Linked DNA regions of Pan troglodytes: region 1 is linked to region 2. A link is a contact called in public Hi-C data. All regions are on one chromosome and are shown on one strand. The core of a region is the stretch at or near the end of the contact, and the rest is flanking DNA. Distances in the headings are between cores, read along the strand shown. Region 1 overlaps TENM2 (teneurin transmembrane protein 2). Region 2 overlaps TENM2 (teneurin transmembrane protein 2).

What was found. Hi-C and Micro-C count contacts between places; a contact is called where the count stands out from the background.
Region 1: a contact with region 2 is called in a Hi-C map of stem cell-derived neural progenitor cells, with 4 times the contacts expected there. The contact joins two enhancer-like sites. A contact is called at or near these places in 3 of 7 Hi-C or Micro-C datasets (blood, induced pluripotent stem cells and stem cell-derived neural progenitor cells).

The regions. Positions count from the first base shown.
Region 1 is chr4:165,891,282-165,896,706 of NHGRI_mPanTro3-v2.0_pri, forward strand. TENM2 (teneurin transmembrane protein 2) reads left to right here. Exons shown (of 40, transcript XM_054685276.2): 34 at 232-1,106. Among named protein-coding and RNA genes, the nearest start is that of WWC1, 71 kb to the right of the region's middle. Within about 2 kb of position 2,045, at least 6 of the 24 cell types and tissues checked have an H3K27ac peak or open chromatin away from gene starts, as enhancers often do. A contact at or near this core is called in stem cell-derived neural progenitor cells, where this site is marked.
Region 2 is chr4:165,799,243-165,804,610 of NHGRI_mPanTro3-v2.0_pri, forward strand. The region is part of intron 23 of TENM2 (teneurin transmembrane protein 2); the gene reads left to right. Among named protein-coding and RNA genes, the nearest start is that of WWC1, 160 kb to the right of the region's middle. Within about 2 kb of position 2,604, at least 5 of the 24 cell types and tissues checked have an H3K27ac peak or open chromatin away from gene starts, as enhancers often do. A contact at or near this core is called in stem cell-derived neural progenitor cells, where this site is marked.

The DNA.
Region 1 (5,425 bases), core at 795-3,294, 91 kb after region 2:
TGGTCATGGCAGGTGACACGGTAGAAAATATATATTATATTATCTCTTCTTCTCCATCACACCCACTCATCATGGGCAATGAGCAGCTGGTTCAATGAAGAGCATTTCTAATACAATGTGTTATTAAAAAGCTGTCTTTTTTCCTAGATATATAAAACCAGTAAGTGCCCTACAGTTAAACGTTGGACATATTAAAGGCTGTTCTTTAATCTGATACCACGTCATCCACAGGTTCGTCTGGAGTGGCCAACAGACCTTGCTGTCAATCCCATGGATAACTCCTTGTATGTTCTAGAGAACAATGTCATCCTTCGAATCACCGAGAACCACCAAGTCAGCATCATTGCGGGACGCCCCATGCACTGCCAAGTTCCTGGCATTGACTACTCACTCAGCAAACTAGCCATTCACTCTGCCCTGGAGTCAGCCAGTGCCATTGCCATTTCTCACACTGGGGTCCTCTACATCACTGAGACAGATGAGAAGAAGATTAACCGTCTACGCCAGGTAACAACCAACGGGGAGATCTGCCTTTTAGCTGGGGCAGCCTCGGACTGCGACTGCAAAAACGATGTCAATTGCAACTGCTATTCAGGAGATGATGCCTACGCGACTGATGCCATCTTGAATTCCCCATCATCCTTAGCTGTAGCTCCAGATGGTACCATCTACATTGCAGACCTTGGAAATATTCGGATCAGGGCGGTCAGCAAGAACAAGCCTGTTCTTAATGCCTTCAACCAGTATGAGGCTGCATCCCCCGGAGAGCAGGAGTTATATGTCTTCAACGCTGATGGCATCCACCAATACACTGTGAGCCTGGTGACAGGGGAGTACTTGTACAATTTCACATATAGTACTGACAATGATGTCACTGAATTGATTGACAATAATGGGAATTCCCTGAAGATCCGTCGGGACAGCAGTGGCATGCCCCGTCACCTGCTCATGCCTGACAACCAGATCATCACCCTCACCGTGGGCACCAATGGAGGCCTCAAAGTCGTGTCCACACAGAACCTGGAGCTTGGTCTCATGACCTATGATGGGAACACTGGGCTCCTGGCCACCAAGAGCGATGAAACAGGATGGACGACTTTCTATGAGTAAGTGGGTTTGTAAAGCATCTCTGAAGAGCCCTTCCCTTGCCCTAGCTGGCATTAGGACTGGGTCGTTTGTGTAGCTTTTTAAATTGCTTTGTCACGTTGTCTTTCTAACTTTAATGATGTCTTATGGCCTCAAGATATTCATGTCCCCTCTCCCTGACTCTGAAATGATTTGCTCTAATGGATCTCTGATATTGAGCATCCTCCCTACTAGAGTTGGGAATTCCTGTTGCCTGCTTGCTGTTCAAATTTCAGGATATTGGACATGCACAGCACCTGGGAGGTAAAATGTTGATTAACTTTGCTGATTATTCAAGTTTGCCATGGGTGCGGAAATTAGAACCTAAAAGGCAAGATCCCAGTGGGGCTCCTGTGATTTGCCAATAGGTCCAGCAACACACTTGACTGCACAGACAGGTAGATAAACTCTGAATTTCCTCCTTAGCAGAAGCAGATCGATACAGATAAAGCATTAGGTATATTAAAAGATGCGAGAGCTGGTCATATTTCCCCTAACAATTATCTCATACTTAATAGTCCTGACGCTTGTTTTGCAAAAAGCTGTTTTTCCTAGCTCCTGCAGGCAGCTCTTGGTCAAAGTGTCTGCTGCTGTAGGTACTAATGGTGGGATGCTGGTTGGAGGAAGTTACTAGGCATGATTCTCCCAGTGGCTGGCTGAGACTGGAGCAGAATTTATAAATATCTGGCTCTCCTAGGTGATGAAGGAGTGTGTTAACCCCTGTGTACTTGGAGTCCTTGCTTGTGTTTTGTCTGGATGCTGCTGCTAGCTGAGAATGTAGTAAGTTAGGGAGAGTTGGCACAGCAAAAAAAAAAAAGGAGGGGGGGGACAAGAGGGAGAACAGAAAACCTCATTGTTGATCATTCCTAAACCCAGCAATGTTTACTTCCTGTTTGTATGCCAATGGTCTTGGGAGAATGTAAAAGGAAGCTGTTGCCACCTGCTGGATATTTAGTGCATTGCAGAAGAATTGCTTTCCCTGGTTCTGACTTTCTTCTTTGGGCAACTCTTTCTCAAGCACCTTAATGATGCTTGAGATTTCTGAAGCATCTTAATACCCTTCAGGACACTGTAGTTTTGATCAAACTTTACCAGCCAGTGATTCTGCCCTCGAGGGTACCATCTGAGTGCTGTCCTTGGCTCTCATACCGAATTAGGCTGAAGCTATACACTCACCCAAACACCTCCGAGATTTTCATCTTCCTTTCTGACAGTTTCAACCAAAGACCTAATGCATTTCAGAAACAATTTGTTGGCTCTCCTGAAAGAGGGGGAAAAAACATCCGTCTCAGGGAGGCCAGCCTGAACTGGGCCTGGTTTACAGACTGTCATAAAGAAGCTTGGGTTCAAGTGCATCCACAGATCTGAACTCTAAAAGGGAAAGTATTTTCCAGAAAGTGTCCCTAGTTTAATGAAAACATAGGCATGACTCGTAATTGTGTTTTAAAATGTTCAGAAGTTACATTGAAACTGAATTTTTTTATCTTAATTTGATAAGCTGCCCTTTTTTTCATAATGTAGATAAATCCAGTGATCACAAATTCTCCATTGTGGGGTTCAAATGTATAGGGTTTTCTTTTCTACCTGAAAAGATGGTGAGTTCTTTTTGTTTTATGGCACTTTTGGCACATGATCAGCCAATTGGAAGACACACAGCCAACTTAAAAATCAGACATAACTTCACCTCCTGTCAGGGCAGTGTGGTCAAGACCAACACTGCATAGCCTTAGCCAAAACTTTAGAGAAAGGGTGATGAAGAAAACCACACAGAGGCTGTGAGGCTACTAGAAAAGTCTGTCCTGGTCGGGAGCGATGCCTCATGCCTGTAATTTCTGCACTTTGGGAGGCTAAGGCAGGAGGATCACTGGAGGCCAGCAGTTTGAGACCAGCCTGGCCAACATGGAAAAACCTCATCTCTACTGAAAATACAAAAGTTAGCCAAGTGTGGTGGTGCATACTTATAGTCTCAGCTACTTAGGAGGCAAAGGCATGAAAATCACTTGAACTCAGGAGGTGGAGGTTGCAGTGAGTTGAGATCACGCAGCTGTACTCCAGCCTGGGCGACAGAGCAACACTCTGTCTCAAAAAAAAAAGAAAAAGAAAGAAAGAAAATGATTTGTCCTTCAGTGAGAGCTTCCTTAGGGGGATTCCTCTCTTCCCACTCTGTTACGGGGGGCAGAGTACAAATCCCCCTATAGGTGAGAAGAGTGGCCATATCTTTTTTTTCTGCATAGAACATGAGGTAGAGAAGCCATTTATCTGCCGTGTTGTCACAGTGACTGTCTAAATATGGATTTGATTATCCCCATTTTATTGATAAAGAAACTGAGGCTCAGAGAATCGAAGTGACTCCCCTAAGACCACACAGGGAGTTGGTAGTGAAGCAGGACTGGAATCCAGATCTCCAAGCCCAGCGTTCTTTGCATTGCACACTAGCGTTGTAAAGCAGGGCTATGAATGGAATTTGTAACTCCACCTTCAGACTCCACATGGGAACTGTCCCTGAATTTTTGGGAAGATGTAACTCAATAAGACCAGCCTATCAATGACTCTGGAAGCAGGAGAGAGAGAGGGGTAGGAAAAAATAACACTATCGAATCTTCCTGGACCCATTTTATGATCAGCCAGTTCCAGAAACTTCCAAGACATCCAACCTTGGAATTAAGATTTCCCCAGATGCAGGCCATTGGGTCTTGATAGAAGAAGTAGCCTGATTTAGTTACATCCCTGAGGGAACTCAGGTTTTCACAGTCTTCCCCAAAAGGCAGCATCTTATACCAGAAAGCTCCTAGGTCTTAGGATCAGGATGACAGGGGTGTGGAGTCCATCTCTGCCACATGCTTACTGATTGACGTTGGACACGTTATTTAACCTCTCTGAGCCTCAATGTCTCATCTGTTACATGGGGATAAAAATGCAAATTAACAACAGGAGCCCTGTGCTAATCCACTGAGATAATACATTTTTAGAAATTAGCAAAGCGCTTGGCATATAGAAGTTTAACTCAGAGTATAGGCTAATGGGATTTGAGAGGAATTATTAAGCACACCTCTGTCTCCTTCCTACCCCTCAGGTTTCACTCAACTAACTGTAGAGTGGATACAAGAGTCAGACAGATAGAGACTTATTTTGGAAAAGCAGAATTGAAGAATGCAGCTTGCACATTAGGTCTTTTTAATACCTCACTTTGCATTTCTCCTGCTCTCTTCCCACCTCCCAGTGCTGCCTGCTGGTCTCTCATCCCCTGCAGGAGCAGAGTCTGCCTTAGCAAACTTCGGGCTCAGAGGGGCAGAAAAACACATCACCCTTAAAAAGAGGCCCTCCAGAAGACAGAAATGATAAAGAGCCTCTTTAGTCATGTTCAACTCCTTCTCCCAATCCAGCAACTGGGGAAGGGGCAAATGTCAGATCAAAGGAAAAGATGGAAGTTGACTTCCCATGGTGTGGGGTTCAAGAGTGATTTTACAGAATAAGCTGCCATGCAATTCATGAAGGCTGGAATGGGCCCCTTTAAAAGTTGCCTCTCTCTCCTCTTTGTCCTGGGAAGTGAAGAGCTGGGCAGAAATAGAGCTGATACAGAATGCCTTTTGGAAACCCTATCATGCCTGCTAAGTTCCCAGACTAGGGAAGATGCATCTGTATTCCTGAAAAGAACAGTACTGTCCTTAAAATTACACTGTCTACTCCCTATACTCTCTCTTTCTCCACTCCCTCCCTTCTTTATTTTAGTCCTTAGCACCTATTACTCACCATCTGACATGCTGTCTATTTTCTATCTTGGTTTAGTTTTGCCCTCTTCAGCTAGCATGAGTGCAAGAATTTTGCTCCCTTTTCTTCCCAGCCGTATCTCCAGTGCCTTGAACTGTGTTTGGCACATCACAGGTGCTTGATGAATATTTATTGACTACATAATTCAAAGGCAGCCTCCAGTCCCACTCCAGCCAAGGCTGGGCCAGTTCCATTGGGTTGGCATTGAGATCCCATTGCTGGAACTTACAGCGCTTCACTCCTACATGCAGAGTCATTTGCAAAAAGACCTACATCTGAAGATGTTCCTTGGGGGAAGTAAGTAGAGCTGGAGGCAGCTGAATCTTCTTAAAAGTTAAAGAAAATCTGTTTTTCTCCCTTTGGCCCATGAGATTCTAGTCCCTACCCTAAAGCTCTGCTCCCTAAAGTAGAAACTCCAGTTCCTACTACTTCTCTCATAAGGAAACGCAGCAGCCTATGCATTGTAAGTGTCCCCAAACTACAGTGGATTGGAATTAAAATCCTTGCCCTGGTCCCAGAGAATGTACTTGTC
Region 2 (5,368 bases), core at 1,354-3,853:
AGAAATGAATATTTCATTCCAAAAAGAAAAAAAAAAAAAAAAGAGTCAGTTAAAATGGGCTATTTTGGAACGTCTTCTCAGCCCACTCGACTCTGGCCTCAACTCTGTTGCTGGTGGTCCTGGCAAGGCCGTGCAGATGATGGGAGGAGGCAGGGGTCCTAGATCCAAAACCCAGTTATGCTACAGATATGCTGTGTGACTTTGAGTGAGTCACTGGCCCCACTCCCCAGCCTGGTCTTCCTTCACCTGGCATGCCAAGCCACGCCTCCCTCAGTAGACTGATGAAAGGATGAATGTCTGGCACGTGCTTGTCCTCGCGTGAGAGGTCTGGAATACCAGAGAGTGCATATCTGTCTGTCTGTCTCCTCCCCAAGCACAAAAGACTTTGAGCTCCTTTGAGAAAGAAGCTGTGTAAATGCAGCACAATTACAGCGGTCATTATCACTGCCAAGATACCAGTCTGGGTAACGGGGGGATCTGCAGTCATCATGGGAATGGAGCGGCAGGGTCCCCAACTGACCTCTTGTGCTTGGTCAGTTCAGGCTGTCAGTGGGGGGAGGAATCCCAGCTGACTAGAGAGTCAGGATCCATACATGGATCTTTTCAGGTGGGTACTTCCTGGTTAGCTTTGCCAAACTGGTTGGAATGGTCTCAATCTCTAGAAGAGTGGTTCTCACATTCTAGCGAGTATCAAAACCACCTGGAGGACTTGTTCCAACAAAATCTCTGAGTCCCATTCCCAGATCTTCTAATTCACTTGGTCCAACCAGGACACAAGAGTCTACATTTCTAACGAGTTCCCAGGTGATACTGATGCTGTTGGTCCAGGGGCCACACTTTGAGAACCACTTCTCTAGAAAAAAAGATCTAACAATGAATTGATACCCAGCCAAGGAGAGACAAGCCTCCAAAGATGACAGAGCTGCTGGGCCTCGGAGCCTGCTCCGGGGGTCTGGGCCATGCGCGTGGTCTGGACTTCATGGAAGGTTTCACCAGCTGTGGTGTTGAGCTGTAATCATTGTTTTTCTTCCAGAAGTGTGCTCAGTAGACTGTGGCACTCACGGCGTCTGCATCGGGGGAGCCTGCCGCTGTGAAGAGGGCTGGACAGGCGCAGCGTGTGACCAGCGCGTGTGCCACCCCCGCTGCATTGAGCACGGGACCTGTAAAGATGGCAAATGTGAATGCCGAGAGGGCTGGAATGGTGAACACTGCACCATTGGTAGGCAAACGGCAGGCACCGAAACAGGCACATATTGCTTTATTTTCATAAATCGTAGATCTATAGTGACGGTCGCGCATGGCAACTGGCTGTTCCTTCAGGGACACAAGTGCTCTCCCACATTTCCTGCTGCCCCTCCAAATCTCCCAGGGGATAGGGAAAGAGAAAAATGAGGTCCCTAATTGGGAAGGGCTTTTCCTTCTTTCCAGGATTCCGAGTTGAAAGGAAAGGGACCAGAGCAGATAAGAAAACCCCTCCAAACTTCCAATCTCAGGGAGGGAGAAATGCACATGCATGGGAAATTGTCGGTGTCTGGGGGTTGCAAGCACCTCAAATCACTGTGGTCTGCAACTCTCCCCTTTTTAAATCCTCTCTCAGCTGGCTGGATCACTGGATCCCTGCTTGCTGGCAACAAGGTGAACTCACTAATTTTAGGTCAGGTTAGACGCAGGCAGGACTCTCAGGTTCCCTCCGTAGCAGGTACCACGGTAAGGTCCTGAGATTCCCCATCACCACCACCGTCATTAAATGTCTCCTCCTCTGGTCCCATTTTATTCTCACTCAGCCACCTCTCTATAAAAGCTTCTGGACCAAGAATAATTTAAAGGTCATTTTCTTTGTTAAGAAGAAATAGTTTTGGAGTTTCTTCATTTTTATTTTTCTCTCTTTTTCGGCACAATTGTGGTTTAGGGTAGGGCTATACTGGATTAAACGTACCTAATCATCCCTTTGGTAGAGAAGCTGGGAGCCAATGCTGTTTGGCTTTGCACATCTCTCAGACAGTTGGGATGACAAAGTTGTCAACTTGAGCATCATTTTACCTCCGGTTTTTACTTTTGTTATTTAATTAGATCAAGCCTAGGATCCATTTTTATACCAAGCTGGTTAATCTACTTGCCTGCATGGAAATTCTCAAAGACGTTTCCAGCCAAACTACAGTTTGGCCCCTTGAAGTTACCTTTGATCCCAGCCATCAAGTTTGAGACCCTCCCCTCTGTCCCTGCCTAACAACCCCAGTCACAGATGGGCCACCTGGAGTGAGAGACAGGGCTAGGAGCTTGCGCAGGGCTGATTCATGAGATCAGACTCAATTTCCCATGCTGTTCATTTGGGTGGTTATACAGAGATAAAGTGGACTGACTCTGTATTCGATTTCTTCCAGTTCCATCTGATTGGGCATCCGAGGGGCAGCATGCCAATCAGGGCCACGACCATAGCACTGGGACCCTGCTGGGACAGTCTGTTGGCAGTGAATTGTTTTTGCAATCTCTCGATGACGCTCCAGGTCTTGCTCCCCTGCAGCCGCTTTTATCCTCAGTTCCCTGCAGAGTCTGAGGAATAATTCAAAAGACTTTCAAGGGAGGGCTGTGCACAGCCCTATACTGAGACAGTTCTTACAATAGCTTCCATTCATCAGGGGCATTCCTTTTGCTGTACTATTGCATGCCTGGTGTTATTTACATGAAGATTCCCCTCCCCATATCTCCATTGTCCCAAATCCTCCCCTCAAAAGCTCTTGCCAATCATCAGCATTGAGGTAGATAATCCTACTTTCTTTTAATTCATACAATCCAACCTCACCTCCCCTTTGCTCCCCCTTCCCACATCTGGGGGACAGAGGGGCAGGGTTAGTGTTTCCACAATGATGCCTGCTGGCTCTCTCCTACCTACAATCTGTCTTTACTTTGGAAATAGCTCACAAGAGGGCAGTCCAGATGGATTCGAGGAGGAGTCGCCAAACTATGGCCAGAGGGCCAAATCTGGCCTGCTGCCTGTTTTTCCATGGCTTGCCAGCTAAGAATAGTTTTTACATTTTCTAAGGGTTGAAAACAAATCCAAAGAAAACTATTTCCTGGCACATGACAATGATATGAAATTCACATTTCAGTGACCATAAACAAAGTATTATTACAGGACACCCACACCCATTCACTGATGCCTCGCCAGCTTCCATGCCACCTGTCAGCACTGAGTAATTAGGAGACCGCATGGCCCACAAAGCTGCTTGTGTGGCCCGTTATGGGAAAAAAAAAAAAAGAAAGGCTAACTCCTGAATTGCACAAATCTTGATGGATAGAGGGGAGAAAAGCAAGGCAGGTCCACACCCCCATTAAGAAAAGGACACCAACTGTAGCTTGAAGGATCTGAGGGGTCTACTCCAGATATCACAGAGTGGGAGTGGAGAAAAAACAATAGATGTGCTGAAATGCTGCCGGGGCCCTTGAAAAAGAGATGGGAAGATGACAACTTTGGTCTCAGTAGACAACAGCAAGGAATTGGCCAACAAGAGAGCATAGATGTTTCGGTCAAGCTAGTCCTTTGGGTGAGATAAGTTGGAAAAAAAAGTGTTTCTGCTACTTGAAGTGTTTGGTACAGGTTTCACATCTTTGTGAGATGACATACATGAGTTCTTGAGAGACATTCAGAAAGTGTAAATTGATATGCCAGCTAAAGCTCCCAAAATGAAGAGAGTGCTGGTCCAGTATAGTCTCTTGTTCAGAACGATGATCTCCTGTGACTTTAGAGTTTGTGCTCTGTATGTTATAAAGATCTTTACTGCCTAAGCCTTTTCTTGTGAGAAATTAGGGCTCTGTGGCTTTATTAGTAGGACATGTGCCATCTCCTCATAGTTATGTTCACTGTGGTTTTCTCAAAAACAAAGCCAAGCATACCTTGATCAGTGAGATTTGCCATTCAAAAACCAGAGAGATGTTCATACGTGCATAATTGCATCTTTTGCTTTTCTATCTCCGGCCCCCAGAGCTGCTTTGGGGAGTTTTATTCTTCTAGTTTGAGCAGACGCTCCTGTCATTTCCTTTAAAGTAAATGCCACAATTTACAAGCCCAGCATCAGTTCTCCTCCTTGGGGATACTGACAGAGAGGAAATGGGGGCTCTTTGGTCCTTTCCAAGCGCAGCCTCAAATGCTATATTTTCAAAATAGAAAATACATAAAAATGACATGGTACCAAGTCAGCAAACAATGCATAGGGAAATTTTGGGTAAGGCAGAATTGTGGGAGTTAGTGTTGGACACTTGGGTTGTCTGTGGCCTGTTTACAAAAGGTCATAGTGAGGTAGTTTTCTTAGGGTCATTGCAAATAGTCAACTGAACAATTCACATCAGTCCTTGTGGATTACATTTACTGTACTCAAAGAATCAAAAAGAGAAATGGGGAAAAAAGATGAGGACACAAGGACAGACTTCTAAAACTTAGTCAGGTGGAAGCCCCAGGATCAGTCCATGTTTGGTTAATGCCTTTCTGGAATTTGCAACCAAATTATTTATATTTGAAAAAATAGTAGAGATTGCTAAACATTTAAATATAAGGTATAAGACTTCAATGTTAACTGTTAGAGCTAACTTATTGGCAGACTGGATTCTACCAAGCAATGATTGTTGTGTAACCTTTTCCTTAAAAGTTAAATATATGGCATGGCTAAAATCTACAGAATTGTGTAGATAAAAAATATACTTTGAATACATATCAGCCACAGTTCATGTGTATCTTTGGAATATATTAGCATTTTTTGTATAGCGTGCAGTTTACTCTTATGACTAGCGCAGACGGCACATTGTGTGGCTAGAAGAGGTTTATTCTTTAAACATAATTTTAAAATGGGTTGTTGTTCCTGTCATCTGCCACCACCACCACCATCACCCCTTGTTAATACTGGGACCTAGACCAGGCGCAGTGGCTCATGCCTGTAATCCCAGCACTTTGGGAGGCTGAGGTAGACGGATCACTTGAGATCAGGAGTTTGAGACCAGCCTGACCAACATAGTGAAACCCTGTCACTACAAAAATTAGCTGGGCATGGTGGTACGTGCCTGTAGTCCCAGCTACTTGGGAGGCCGATGTGGGAGAATTGCTTGAGCCCAGGGAGGCAGAGATTGCAGTGAGCCAAGATCACACCATGGCACTCCAGCCTGAGTGACAGAGCGAGATCCTGTCTCAAAAAAATACTGGTAACTAACATCAAAAGGCCATGCAAAGGCTGTAACACCAGGACATGGAGGAACTATAGAATGTGTATAATAATAGATCAAAATCACTAAGAACTATATATAGTAAATGTAGATCAGCGTCTCATGAAGAGGTAAAGTAGATGTTAGTGTGTGTTCATGAGCAGAACAATTGGGCAAAATG